Regions from separate parts of the Mus musculus genome. Here regions 2 and 3 are each linked to region 1. Evidence: chromatin contacts called from public Hi-C data. All regions are on one chromosome and are shown on one strand. The core of a region is the stretch at or near the end of the contact, and the rest is flanking DNA. Distances in the headings are between cores, read along the strand shown.

Region 1 (4,748 bases), core at 1,666-4,165:
GTGTGCCACAGAGCACCCAGGTTTCTGAATATACACTGATTTCAGATTTGCAATTCATTTTTGCCACTTGGATTTTATTTTTAATAGTTGTCTTACTTTAAATTTTTCTTCTTAGATTACTTATCAGGTTGTTTGTTTGCAAATGCTTATTGGTTGTCTTTTCTTGGAGTCACTTTCAATTCTTGTGTTCATCCTGGCTATTTGAGTTGCTTGCACTTTGCTTATTGATTTGTAAATGTTCTTTCCATATTAAGGATAACAACTATGTTCTAGTGTATAAATTGCAAGTAGCTGCAAATTCATGCATTTTAATTTTATTGATGTATGATAATTTTATTAGAGAACTTAAATTTATCAGTCCTTTTTTTGTTTGGTTTGGTTTTGAAGCCTCTATGATTAGAAAGACATATAATTGTTGCCTATTGGGGTTTTTTTGTCATAGTTTGCTTTTTGTTCTATAACTTTGTGTTCACCAAGTCTTATTTAGGAGAAATGACAGTATGGTTTTAAAAGAATTTCAAGGGATTTGTAGGGAGTCCAGATTAAAAGAAAGGTACTAAAATCTTGGTAAAATGCTGCCATCTCTCTGAATGTGGTGGTTTGGTACCTATAGTCCTAGAATCTTGGTAAAATGCCATTATATCTCTGGATGCAGAGATTCAACGCCTGCAGTCTAGCTCGGGGAGACTGAGACAGGAGGCAGTCATCAGTCTGAGGATCTGAAGGCCAGCAGATTCCTGGACTCCTGGACAAGCCAGCCTCGGCTAATGGTGAAGCCCAGGACCCAGTGAGAAACTCCATCTCAGCCAGAACACACAACAATGTGCACAGCTTCTGAGAAAAAAATACCGAAGTATTGGCCTCTGACCCACACACATACTCACATACTCCCACACAAACGTGTGAGAATACACACAGATATAGACATGCACACACACACACATATGCAAATGTGCACACACACACACACACACAAAGAAAATGACCTTTTAGCAAAAGACATACTTTCCTGCCCTAGGTAAACACAAATGTAGTCTCAAGTTCACACTGACACACAAGCACAATGCACTTACTATCTACCTGCACATATATGTATATGCACACACAAGCATGCATGTGTGCACACATACACACACACAGACAGACACACACACCCAGACACACAGACACACACAGACATACACAGAGACACACACACACTCACACACACACAGAGACACACACACACTCACACACACACAGAGACACACACAGAGAGAGACACACACACACAGAGACACACTCCATCAGAGACACACACACACACAGACATACACACACACACAGAGACACACACGCAGACACACACACACACACCCAGACACACAGAGACACACACACACACTCACATACACACACACCCAGACACACAGACACACACAGACATACACAGAGACACACACACACAAACACACACCTCTACACCCACAGAAAATGAGCACAGAGAACTGCACTCTAATTTTCAAAGAATTGTGCACTCCTTGCCTCTGGGTGACTCAGCGTCACAGCCCAGAAGAGACAAGGTTGTAGATTCCTAATTTGCAAAAGAACTAAGCTCCCCAATCTGTTGGGAGGAAGAGCTCAGGCCACACGGGTTCCCTGCCTGGTAAGGACAGCAAGCACCCTGGGCATGGCACCGCCCTCCAGTCTTGCACTGTCGTGAACTCACCAGTCCCCAGATGCCCTAGCCCAAAAGGGCTCAGAGTGGCTCTGCACCTGTCCCCAACAGGAACTGTGCACAAGGTTAGTCACAGCATCACTCGCCCACCCCTCCTGGGGAAGGCAGGAAGGACGGTGATGAGATACCTGCTCACATTATAAGGATATATGTACCTTCTCCCATCATTTCCCTGCAGACAGCCTGAGGCCAAGAAAAGGACGTTCCTTTTGTCCTGTTACAAGTCCTTGGGTCCTTCAGCTCTCCCATTGGCCATGGAGAATGTCCCTCGGTGACATCTATCTCTCAGCACATGTGTGCATCCGCACAGCCATGTGCAGGAGAGCCTGTGTTGCAAGATCTCACGACTGCAGAGATAACTAATTACCAGCTCCCTCTGGCCTCAGGGCCCCCATCTGTTCCAGGAACTGTTCCCCCTCCTTGGACTTGCGCCCTGATCTCAGAGGGGCCCTAGTGCTCTCCTCTCCCCCATTCCCTGCGGCTGGCCAAAAAAATAAAATAAAATAAAATGAAAGTCAGCCCCATCCGGCCGATGCCAAGGAAGAGGCTGACAGGAGGGCTACAAACTAGCGCTTATCAAAAGCGCCTTCTCAAATTCATTTCAATATCTGAGCCTCTGGTTTCCAAGGCAACATAATCTTTTCATCAAAGCAACTGGTGAAACCACTGGGATCTGATATTGTTTTGTTGGCAACTTGTCAAAACTGTCATTTGGTTAAAAAAATGTTATAGATTTATGTAACCTACAAATATATATAGCGATCCATACTACTAATAATCACTAATAAAGTACTGCCCAGTACAACTCTCCCCACTGCCTCTCTACCCCATCCTGAGAAGGAAAGAGTGTAATTAGGTGGCAGGGCGGGGAGGTGACTAGGCAGGGGACAGGCTGGAGGGCTGGCTACAGCCCTAACAAGGCAAAGGCAGTCATTTGGCTTCTCCACAGAACCTTTCTCTTTGCATGTGGTCTTCCTGGGACCCCAAGTCCCTCATTCTCCTTTCTCTGACTGCCTCTCATCATTTACTCAAAATACCCATATGTGTTGGCCTGTAGCCACAGCTACTAAAGCCTATATAACCGAGAGGGGTACCAAGGTTGGCCTACAAATACTGCAGGACTAGCTCCATCAGCTCCCGGGGTTGAGCCCAGCACAGTACTGTCCACTGCCTTTCTCAGGCTGGGAAAGAGCGTGCTGGACAGATCCTGTCCAAGGACACCAAGGACAATGGCAGGCAAGGGGCCAAGGCACGGTTTCTGTTTCATAGTGTGACTTTGTCTCCGCCCACAGGCTCCCAGCGAGTACGAGACCAGTCCTGAACAGCTCTTCTACCGGATCGCCCACCTGAACCGGGGACAGCAGTACTTGCTATGGGTGGCTGCGGTCACCTCTGCAGGCAGGGGGAACAGCAGCGAGAAGGTCACCATTGAACCTGCTGGCAAGGGTGAGAAGCCTGTGCCTAGGGTCTGATAGAAGCTTCCAGAAGCTCATTTGCAGAATTCTGGCTCCTCCCAAATAGGTGCTGCGTCCCTTCCCCAGTACTTTGGCTGTGGGGAGATGGCCAGTAGTCTCCCTTCTGCATCCACCAAAGAATAACCCTCTGCTGCCCCCTGACTCTGGAAAAGTCACACAACAAGCTACAATCAGGCCCTTGCTTGAGGGCTATACTGTTAACTCTCCTCTGACTTGAGATTCCCCCTCCAGCCCCCATCCACAGCAGAGCCTTGGTCTTAGCACTCAGCTCCTGAATGAGGAGCATCTCAGGATATGGGATACATGGATGCTTCCATGGGGCCTTTGGGACTCCAGAGAAAGCCTCATGCTGCAACCAGAAAGTGCAGGCTCAGTGCTCCTTTACCCGCCAGCAGGCTGGGGAACAAGACCTTCTCAGGGCAGGCCTCACTGATCCCTGATCTGGGCATGAGGGACTGCCCATAGGTATTCCCAATCTTTGAAGAGAATGATAGCTCTGAGGTCCTACCCAAAACTCAGTATCACTCACACAATGGAACAATGGCCTCTTGTCTGTCTTGGCCAAGGGGCAGAAGAACTGGCAACAGTAAGCTTCAAGTCTTCCAGTATCTCCAGCCTCTAGGCACCTTCCTCTTGCCCTGCCCCTTCCCTTCCCCAATCAATCCCAAGCTCACCTGACTCTCCCAGGCCTGGCTTGCCTTGGAAGGAGAGAAGCCTCCCTGTTGTCCACAGAGACAGAGCCAGCAAGCCTCCACCTGAGGGTCCATGGTAAGCCATGGGCTCACCCTTGCAGCCTTCCATCCAGCTGCACGGCCTGGCCATCCCAGACAGCTGAGATGTGCCGTGTTGAGCCTTGCAGCTCTGAGTCAGAGCTCCTTGCATATCACTGTCTCCACATCCTCACCTCCTTACCTCCTTCTCGGGGTACCACCTATCCTTTCTCCAGATCTCACCTCCTTCAGAAGCAAAGGAGCCTAGAGTCTTCCCCCTTCCCAGGACAAGGCCCTAGGTCCTGAGCTCTTGGCAGAAGTCTGTCCCCTGCCCCTGTGAGCATCAAATACAACCCATTCCTACACAAACACAGCTATCCCGTAAGGTTGAGCACCTCTGCCATACTTACACAAACTCACACAAATTCATACTTACACACACATACACATATCCTCTCCTACCCAAAATGCCCTTCTCCTGTGCGCCTTGCCCCTGCTAGAACGCCATCACTCCCTAGATGGCCTGGAATCCTTGTCACCCACCATCTTCTTCAGAACCAGCAGACCTCGGGTCCCATCGGTCCTTGTCCCCATTCTGTCACAGGACCACCTCCACCAAAGCAGCCAGTTTATCCAAAATTCTCCCCTGACTTGGACTGTCAATTCAGGGAGCAATGTGAATGGGGTTAGGGGGAACATGAAGGATAAAAAGCAGGGTGACCCTCATGTTCTCCTCTCTATAGCCCCAGCAAAGATCATCTCATTTGGAGGCACTGTAACAACACCCTGGATGAAAGATGTCCGGCTGCCTTGCAATTCAGTAGGAGATCCAGCCCCGGCTGTGAA
Region 2 (4,748 bases), core at 902-3,401, 230 kb before region 1:
AGGTGAAACACCCATGCACATACAGTTTTTAACTTGAATGCAGAACTATTGAGGAAAGCATCTACCTCTGTCAACCTCTGGCCTATGCATGTGTGTGCACGCACACACACACACACACACACACACACACATTAATTTTTAAAACATAAAAATAAATAACAAAAGACAGAAGGTTTATTTTGGCGCACATCTCAGCCACAGTCAGTTGGCCTCTTTGCTTTGGGGACTGTGACAAGCTAGTGTGCATCTAGGTGACAGAGGAAAGCAGGTCATCTTGTGGGCACTAAGGGAAGAAAGATGCGGAGACCAATGTCCTACAGTCCCTTTCAAGGGCACATCTCCATGACCTAAAACCTCCCATGAGGCCCCACCCCTTAAAAATCTTACTGCAATGCCTTATCTGGGTACCCAGCCCTTAACACATGAGCTTTGAGTAGATTCACATCAAACCCATCATACTCCCTGGATTTTGTACACAAAGTTGTATTCGAGCACAGCCATTGGCATTTCAGCAAGTATGGTCCGCGCTACACTCTAGCTAAAGCCACAGTATCAGGATATAGTCTATGAAGCTGAAGATACTTTCTGTCTGGCCTGTCACAGACCTGGAACATAGTATGCATGTTCTATGTCACTAGACACTGGTTGATATTAGTAGATAATTGCAGTCCCCATGTTGTCTTATGGGAAGAGTTGTAGGCCAAGCTCCCAAGAACAGGTGGCTTCTGGGACTTTCTAACCAGAGAGAACTTTTTAACTTTTTAAAGTCTTCTACTGTGTTTGTTTGGGTACTCTTGTTTTTGTCTGAAGCATATTTAATAGGGACACATACTTTCTCCAACGCCATGCATTTCCTGTCTCAAGGATTGTTGGGAATTTGGACGTTGCTCTGTTCCATTGATTCATTCTGCCATCCAGGAAACCTTTCTTTTCACTCCCGCCCCAAGGTAGCCTGTTCTAGATTTCAAACTCTCAGAACTGGACAAAGGCAAGAAGTCATTTGGTTATGCTGGAACTGGACCTGTCGTCCTGTGCACACACTTAAATGTCCCCACCCCAGTGTGGTGACCCACAGAGGGTCCTCAGAGCCACCTGGGGCATGCAGACCAGGAGCCCTCACCATACAGGTAGTTCCCCTGGCAGCTTACCGTCCTGGCCTCTGGGGCCGGCTGAGGGAGAGGGAGAGGGGCTCTGGCTGCCGCAGAAGAGCAGGCCTGCCAGTGCCCCACTGACCTCGCATACTGCATTCAGGCCGGCTATTATCACTCAATTTTTATGCTGTGTTCCGGACACTGCTCTGCCTGTGTTCAACGCGCAGCTGTTAAAATATTAATGTCTGGCATGTGGCAAACATTTCAAGTATGTGGAGACTTGGGAGCTGCCTGAGCCAGGGCTTGTTGACACACTGCCACACCTGGGTATTGTTTGCTATGTAAATGCCACCGATTCCACCAGGATGCTGCTCAGCTCTGCTTCCCAGCCTGGGTCTGAGAGTGGGGCTGGTTCGGGGCTCCCTACATCCTGCACAGTGCCTGGCCCAGCCACATGGGTGTCTGTAAGGGCCATTTGCCAGAGGGCATCTGCAAAGGCAGGTTTTAGAACATTGTCTCCCAAACAGTGACCCTGAATGTTCTCTGAGGACAGCTCTATATCCAGATTTGGGGCTGGACACTGGATGGTTGGTGTGTATGTGTGTGTGTGTGTGTGTGTGTGTGTGTGTGTGTGTGTGTGTGTGTGGTAGGGACTGGTTTGACAGACCACTGTCTCTAGGTGCTTTCCAGCGACTGGAATACATACTAGAGTAGGGCAGACAAGATGTAGGCATAGGCTCCCCCTTCCCATACCCACAGCAGCTGTCCTTTTTTATCCCTCCCCTTCCCCCTCCCCTGCACTCCCAAACAGCCACACAATCCTTATCAACACAGGAAGCCACCTCCAGTCAATTGGAACAAGCCTGAGATGAAACCAATTTGTTGTCCCCACAGAGGAGAACATGAGTGATATGAAGTATACAGGGGCCTCCAAGGGGATCGCACCCTTCTGGTTGGGGGAGGCAAGGCTTGTGGAAGGAGGTGGCCCTTGCAGGGTGAGACTGATAGACCAGGAGTGTGGGCACAGGGTGGAGTGGGTGGAGCCTGAGCACAGCTGAGCGGTCACGTGCATACACAGGGCTAGATTAGGTAGTTCTGAGCATGGCGGCTCAGGGCTGCCTCTTAACCCTAGCCCTCCCCACCACCTGTTTTTTAATTCCAAAGGTGTGTGCACATGCATGTCTGCTCAAGTGTGTATTTGTGGGGGTGGGCATGGGGGGGTGCACACACGTGTGCATGCTTGCGTATGTGTCTGTGGGTCTGTGTGTATGTCTGTCTCTCTGTGTGTATGTATGTCTGTCTCTGTGTGTGTATACATGTCGGTTTCTGTGTGTGTGTCTGCCTGTGTGTGTGTGTGTGTGTGTGTGTGTGTATTTGTCTCTGTGTGTGTGTCTATGTGTGTATCTCTGTGTGTGTCTGCCTGTCTGTGTGTATCTCTGTGTGTGCCTGTCTCTGTATACGTCAGTCTCTGTGTATATATGTCTGTTTCTGTGTGTGTCTGTCTGTGTATGTCTCTGTGTGTGTCTCTCTCTGTATGTGTCTGTCTCTGTGTATATTTGTCTGTCTGTGTGTCTGTCTGTGTGTGTGTGTGTCTGTGTGTGTGTGTCTGTGTGTCTGTGTGTGTATATGTGTGTGTGTGTCTAGCTGTCTGTCTCTGTGTGTGTGTGTGTGTGTGTGTGTGAGTCTGTCTCTGTGCATATGTGTCTGTGTCTGTGTGTGTGTGTGTGCATGTGTGTGTGTGTATGTGGCAAGTGTGTGTGTGTGTTTGTGTGTTAGGATGGAGGAGGGTAGGATGAACATGTAGAGATCAGAAGATATAGTTCTTTCCTTCCATTCTTATATAGGTCCTGCGTATGAAACTCCGGCCACCAAGCAAACCCCTTTACCCACTGAGCCTTTTCACTGGTAGTACCGCAATAGCTTTAGCTGATAAAAACCCTTAGGAGACCTGTTCTTTCTCTACAAGTCTCTAAAAAGTCCTGCCAGATGAAAAGGAAAGCACTGTTGGCTTGGCATCACCAATCATGGGCCCAAGGATAGTCAGGCCTTTTCTGAAAAAGACCAGAAAGAAAATCAGCAAGCGTTTCAGGCTGAGCCCTGAGTACTCAGTGTGCTGTGGTGGCAGCATCCATGGCTGTAGACGGCACACCGGCAAGTCAGGTGTCTGTGGCTACCAAACCGTACTGGTGTACCCCAAATAAGAATTTCATTTATTTTTAATGTGGAATATCAGTATTCTTCTTCTGTTTGGGTTTATATTAACCCCAACCACTTAGTTCATTCATGTATCCGTAGCTCTCATGCAAGCCGTGGGCAGGATCTGGACTCCTAACCTGGAGAAGCATCGCTCCTCAGATGTGGTTGGCGCTTTGGGCTGCCTTCCCCTTTCGGCAGGTGTGTGCACCTGTTCTGATGGGTGTGGGAGGGGCGAAAGCTGCTTCCACAGAGCTCGTGGCTATGACATGGTCACAGCCAATCTCACGGAAAGCAAGGGTGGGTAAGAGAAGATTTAGTCAGATCGCCCACCTACAGAACATACCTTGAAGCTCTTCCGTGGGGACAGGCACATAATCTGTCTTCACTGTGTCCTCCAGACCTCCCCGAAACTCATGGTCAGAGACAGACACAAGCGCTCAGAGAGGGGCTGTAATTTTCTCAGGGGTTATTCAGCTGGCTAATGACACAGAACCACCCCGCTGCAATCCACTGGCAGATCTTTCCCCCAGTGGCAACAAGGCAAGAGCATCGCTGGGTTAAGCATCATCCTGGCCCCTGGCTCCCGGCTGTCAGGACGCACCCTGGCCTTTGCTCCCATTATTGTTCATGCCCGCTTGTGGTTGTAGCTCTCTGAGAAGGACACAGCCACCAGGCCCTGGCAGCTAGTAGCAAAAGAAGGAAGTAAAACATGATAAATTGCCGCTAATGCTGCTGGGTGACGGAGATAAAGACTTGATTGTTTGGGCAGCATAAATCAACACCCTGAGCTGGATGGGAAATAAAGCAATAATTTCAATCTATTTTCAGGGTCTTGTGGGCCGAGTGACCGTCCAGGAATTGATATCTGAGAATAGAAAAATGGATTGGGGGGGCAGGGGTTTATAGGTGGTTAAGCCGCTCTGAGTGGTTATCTTAGTATGCCCCAGGCTTGTGCAGTCCTGTGGGTGAGCTCTTGGCAGAAACATCATTTCTGCCCCACTCTCTGAAAGAACACAGCAGCTAGCCTCTGCCTCTCTAGGTGTCCTAAGCCTTGGGCTGAGCACAGTGTTCAAAACTACACGTGATAAAATTAATGTCATCAGATCGCAAGTTCCATGAGGGCAAGAAGGATGGGCATGGAGCCCATCACCATATCTCCAGGGCCCCACGTGACAGAGGGCCAATGTAGGCTATTAACAAGAATGACTGACAGCTAGATGTGGTGGCTATAGCCTGCAATCCCAACACTTGAGAGGGAGGAAGAGGAAACAGTAGGATGGGAGTTCAACGCCAGCTTCAGCTATATAAAAGCCTGGAGAGAGGGGGGAAAGGAGGAAGAGAGGGAGAAAGGGAGAAGGGAGGAAGGAAGGGAGGGAAGAAGAGGATATCCAAACAGGAAAGTCTCGGTGGGTAACACTAACTAAGACAAGGGTGGACGATGGCAGGTGCCGAGGGAAGCAG
Region 3 (4,748 bases), core at 1,422-3,921, 210 kb before region 1:
AGTGAGATCAACACAGGACTTGGTGTGCCACGAGGACAGGGGCCAAAGTGCCCCACAGTGCCTGATTTACACTGAGTACCCTGGAGACTCTGTGAACACAGGATTAAGAGTCGGTTCGTAAGGTAGTTAACGAACAGAAGCAGCTCTCCTCCTCTCCATATTGCTTTTGGAGTTAGTTTCAAACCTATCTATAGGGCACCTACTAGGTGTGAACACTGCGCCAGTGACTTTAGGAAAGACAAAACTCCATCAGACTAGAAGCCTGCCTCTTTTCCTGCTGCTTCCTTGCCCTCGCCTCCCCAGTTATCCCTCTCCCCTGCTCCTGTTCATTATTTCTCTCCGCAGTTATGTTATTATTGGCCTCGGTAAAGAGTTTCAGGGGTGTCGTTTGTCTGAGCAACATTATGCAGAATTAAGTTCTAGGGTAATTTCTGATGCAAATACCTGTCCTCCAGGAGAATGTGAATTAAGCCTGCTGGTCTCTGCTCCACAGAGGTGGTGCATTTGGAGCTAGACTGCCAGCAGCCTGGGAAGCCGGGGGCAGGGAGGGGGACACAGGACGCATCACTCCAGGCCTTCCTAAGCTACTCATATAGGCTCCAAAGCAGAGAGAGACCTGAGCAGTCAGCTCCTACATCCTATTACTGCCCCTTATGCTGAGGATGTCTGCCCTGTACCCCACCCCCACCCCAGAGATGCTCCCCAGTAGATCTCATAAGCTGTTATTAGGAAGCGATCGCGATCTCTCTCTCTCTCTCTCTCTCTCTCTCTCTCTCTCTCTCTCTCTCTCTCTCTCATTCCTCTCTTTGCCTTCTCAATGCTTGGATTTCAAACACACGCTGCCATGCTCACTCTTACATGGGTGCTGGAGATGGAGCTCAGGTCCTTGTGCATGAACAGCACGTGTTTAGCCACGCTCTCTCTCTCCAGTTCAGCAAGGTTTTCTCTAGAGCAGACCTGTGCTTCTTGCTATGCACTGTTTAGTCGTAGGTTTCGGATTCATAATTTTTCAGGTTTCAGAGAACTGTCAAGTAACCCGAGAGAGAACCGATTAGGAGACCCTGGAAGCCAGAGGATCCATTTTAACCTGCGCTTGAAAACGCATAAAGCCTCATTTTAACCAGTTCCCAGGTAGTGCTGTCCCAGTGAGCTGCAGAGGGTAGAACCCTGAAAGCAAAACTACTGGACTTTTTTTTAGTGGATCTTTTTAGCACTTCAGTCTAAAGGTGTGCCCAGCCTTGGACTGCAGGGAGATGAGGCTAGTAAGAATGTGGCCCCAAACAAACTCATAAACTTAAAAACTTATGACGGGTTTCTCCTTTTTGTAATTATTGTTTCTTTTCTTGTAACTCTGTGGCCAGTGACTTCCTGCTATAGTGTCAAGGTTGGACAAGCCTGGGTTTAAGAACTGTGTTCTTAAGAACCTTAAGAACAGCTGGAGAGATGGTTCAGTGGTTAAGAGCACTGACTGCTCTTCCAGAGGTCCTGAGTTCAATTCCCAGTGACTACATAGTGGCTCACAACCATCTGTAATGAGATCTGATGTCCTCTTCTGGTACTCACATATATTAAATAAATAAATAAATAAATCTTTAAAAAAAAATTCCGGGAGCATGCCTTTAATCCCAGCACTTGGGAGGCAGAGACTTGGGAAGGCAGAGGCAGGCAGATTTCTGAGTTCGAGGCCAGCCTGGAAAACCCTGTTTCGAAAAACCAAAAGCACTGTGTTGTCTTTACTGAAGATAGCTGTCTGCAGGTTCCTTCCCGGGACATCTCTTCCCTGGGACAAGGCTTCATCTGTGAAGTTAAGGGCCTGAGACCTCTGGGTCAGCTGTCTTGTCCTGAGGTCACCTCCCGGAAATGGAAGCTCTAGGACAGCAGGAGAAGAAATAGCTCTGCTATGTCCTGGGCCATGAGGAGTGTGTGCCACTCAGAGCTAGGGTCACTAGCCTCTCTCCCACTCAGCACTCCAGAGCCCACCTCTTCTTTAGGGCCAGTGGACTTCCTGGAATCCCACCTGAAAGGGTCCCTGAGCCTCCAGAGGAGAGTCGAACCCCTGCCTGGTTGATTTACTGCTGGCTTCTGAGAAAATCAGGATAATCGTCATAACTCTGGCTGTCCTTTAGTACATTCTAGAAGAGTCTAGAAGGAAGTTCTAATTGACTGGATTCTATGTCCCTTAGGGCTTTTATTCTGTTCAGCCCTTTAGGGCAGAGAAGGCAAATCTGCACTGAGTGTCCTTTCCTTACAGACACAAGGTACAGAGAGGTTCGGGGGATTGTCTAAAGTCACACAGGCTGTCCCAGGTGAAGCCCAGTCAGAGGCCCTATCCCTTACCTCTGGGAGCCTGATGGGGGAGGTGAGGTTCTGTAGAGCTAAAGAGACAGAAGAAACCCTCCTGTACCTTCCTCTAATTCTTGTCCTGCTTGGCCTTAGAACCTATGTAGAAAATGGCAAGCTTGGCCTGCACCAAAGAACAGAACAGAGGCCCCCACCTAGAGGTGAAAGGGATTTATGCTCCTGGACCTAACCAAGAGCCTCCCTTAATGGTTCCTGGGAGCACCCAGCCATGTCCCTGCCGGTTCCGTCCCTCAGGGTTGGCATCTCTGTAGCAGTTTTACGCTCCAGAGTCTCTGAGTCATTATCTTCCCAGACACCATCCTTTTCTCCCATGTTATGGCTGCTTCTGCTGCGGATACATTCCTGTCTCCCACCCCTTCTCCGGGTGCGGGCTTTCTCTCCCCAGTTTGCCACCCCCTCCCCTACAGCTGTCACAGGGAAGGGGAGCAAGTCACAGCCCACGCTCAGAGCTGCCTGTGCAGCTGCCTCTAGACCCCCTGGACCTTGAGGTCTGTCCAGCCATAGTCTGACAATGGTGGTCACATCAGAGGTTCCAGCCATCTGGCCATTTTCCCCTGACGTCCCTGGGGCCCTTTGTGTAAGGACATGGTACACCTGCCATCGAGAATCTTCCCTCAGCAGTCATGTTAATAATTCATACTTTCAATTTCTCTTCTACCCTACCAGTAAAGATTATACTATATCTAAGCTTGCTTTATTTCCTCATTTTTTTAAGTGGGATGGTGTTAACTTCCTAGGGGTTAGAGAGTATTCTGTGTACTACGTGTGGGGTGTAACTATGGTCAAGTACTTGCCTGGTATGCAGAAGGCCCTGGGTTTGAGCCCCAGGTGGGGGGGGAAGAGAGAGAGAGAGAGAGAGAGAGAGAGAGAGAGAGAGAGAGAGAGAGAGAGAGAGAGATGCAGGAAAATTGCAGAATCAAATACAGATCCAAATCTGAATCCAGATGGCCCCTGACTTTAATTCCTGTAGTTCACTTTGGCTTTCTTCCTACCATTCTGTCTGCTGCCCACCCCCCTTCTCTCTCCCTCCCTCTTACCCTTCCTTTCTAGCTTCATCAGCCCACTTTCTGAGCAGCTCCTACCCACTAGGGATGCGGCTTCGGGACAGGGGTGCAAGACACCGTCCACAGAACTTGATTCTCTTACAGCTCGACTCTTAAAGAGCAGAAGTGCTGTGGGTCCCAGTGGGTCACAAGCCTCTCACTCACTCAGTGCTCCAATCACCAGCTTTTGGGCCACAGTGTAAAGACTCTTTAGAGACACCGAGCCAAACAAACAAGCCATCTTCCTCTGGCCCTGGTGCCACTTGTAGAGAGATGGTGGGTGAGCTCTCCCCTCCCCGCCCCTATGCTGACCACTGTGTTAGATTTCAGAATCCCTGGCATCCCAGTGGCATCTCTGTTCCTCCCCCTACTCCCAGGCATATGGCCGCCTCTTTGAACCCGATCCACCTCCCATTCTGGTTCCCTAGGAAAGGAAACTACAAACCTGTGAAGAGTTGTTTACAATTGGCTATGGCTGGGTCGGTCACAATCAGTTGAAAGAGGACTTTATTTACTGAGGGAGGTGGGCAGTGTGGACTGAGGACCAAGAGGGAGGGGAGAGGAGACTAATGGGCCAATGTTAGCTGCAAACCAGCACTCGGAAGGCAAGGCTCTACTTTCTGCTTCTGGTGTGATGGGGCCAGCGCCTGCTGTGCAGAGGTTGGGTCTGGCAGCCCCTACACCTGTGTGCTAAAAACTGCTTACACCTGATACTTACTACCTCAGTGTACTTGGGCAGGATGGCAATTTGAGAGCTAGTCTCTAATCACTTGAGCCTAAACAAGAAGCAACCTCCCATGTCCCCAGTCATAATCTTCCTTCAGACCCCTGGTCAGGTGGGGCTCAGAGCTCCTGACTCACGGAGGGCTTTAGGCAAGCTGAGGGTCTCAGTGGGGAGGGAACTAGGACCTCACGTCATCTCAGTCTCTCTCCCCAGTATCCCATTCCCAAGACACGACACTTCTGGGTTCAGGCAGATGGGTGCAACCAGAGATGGAGTCCTCAGCTGCAAGTCTCCCATGGAGCAAGACCACCGCCCATCTGCCAGGGCTCCAGCCCTGCTTTCTAAGAATAAGTGCTCAGTACTGTAGATGCCACCTGTCCACTGTCATTGTCCTGAGAACAGATAGCATAACTGCTAGAAATCACAGTGACTTCCACAAATAATAAGACTTTGAGGCTTTGAATACCTCTTTGAACCTAAAGCTTGCCTAGCCAGACCCTTAGGACCCAGCAGGGCGAGCCTGCAAATAAAGAATGGCTCAGAGAGGCTGAGCTGCCACTCACAGACAACGGGAGGGAAAATGCTGAGTCTGGGGTTCACAGCAGCTCTAGGGGGACAAA

What was found. A called contact is a pair of places that touch in the nucleus more often than the background predicts.
Region 2: a contact with region 1 is called in a Hi-C map of the N1E-115 cell line, with 2.9 times the contacts expected there. The contact joins two enhancer-like sites. A contact is called at or near these places in 3 of 484 Hi-C or Micro-C datasets (the Ba/F3 cell line, the N1E-115 cell line and nephron progenitors), 2 of 115 datasets of contacts at active chromatin or transcription factors (embryonic basal ganglia and embryonic stem cells) and 1 of 9 other capture datasets (embryonic stem cells).
Region 3: a Hi-C map of cerebral cortex shows a contact between it and region 1, with 1.7 times the contacts expected there. The contact joins two enhancer-like sites. A contact is called at or near these places in 6 of 484 Hi-C or Micro-C datasets (the N1E-115 cell line, cerebellum, cerebral cortex and 3 more), 1 of 115 datasets of contacts at active chromatin or transcription factors (embryonic basal ganglia) and 2 of 9 other capture datasets (adipose tissue and pancreatic islet).

The regions. Positions count from the first base shown.
Region 1 is chr9:45,737,471-45,742,218 of GRCm38.p6, forward strand. Dscaml1 (DS cell adhesion molecule like 1) reads left to right here. Exons shown (of 33, transcript NM_001081270.2): 21 at 3,010-3,163; 22 at 4,646-4,748. Among named protein-coding and RNA genes, the nearest start is that of Cep164, 89 kb to the right of the region's middle. Within about 2 kb of position 2,916, at least 49 of the 459 cell types and tissues checked have an H3K27ac peak or open chromatin away from gene starts, as enhancers often do. A contact at or near this core is called in the N1E-115 cell line, cerebellum and cerebral cortex, where this site is marked.
Region 2 is chr9:45,503,705-45,508,452 of GRCm38.p6, forward strand. The region is part of intron 3 of Dscaml1 (DS cell adhesion molecule like 1); the gene reads left to right. Among named protein-coding and RNA genes, the nearest start is that of 4833428L15Rik, 75 kb to the left of the region's middle. Within about 2 kb of position 2,152, at least 59 of the 459 cell types and tissues checked have an H3K27ac peak or open chromatin away from gene starts, as enhancers often do. A contact at or near this core is called in the N1E-115 cell line, where this site is marked.
Region 3 is chr9:45,532,045-45,536,792 of GRCm38.p6, forward strand. All of the region lies in intron 3 of Dscaml1 (DS cell adhesion molecule like 1), which reads left to right. Among named protein-coding and RNA genes, the nearest start is that of Gm22069, 100 kb to the right of the region's middle. Within about 2 kb of position 2,672, at least 13 of the 459 cell types and tissues checked have an H3K27ac peak or open chromatin away from gene starts, as enhancers often do. A contact at or near this core is called in the N1E-115 cell line, cerebellum and cerebral cortex, where this site is marked.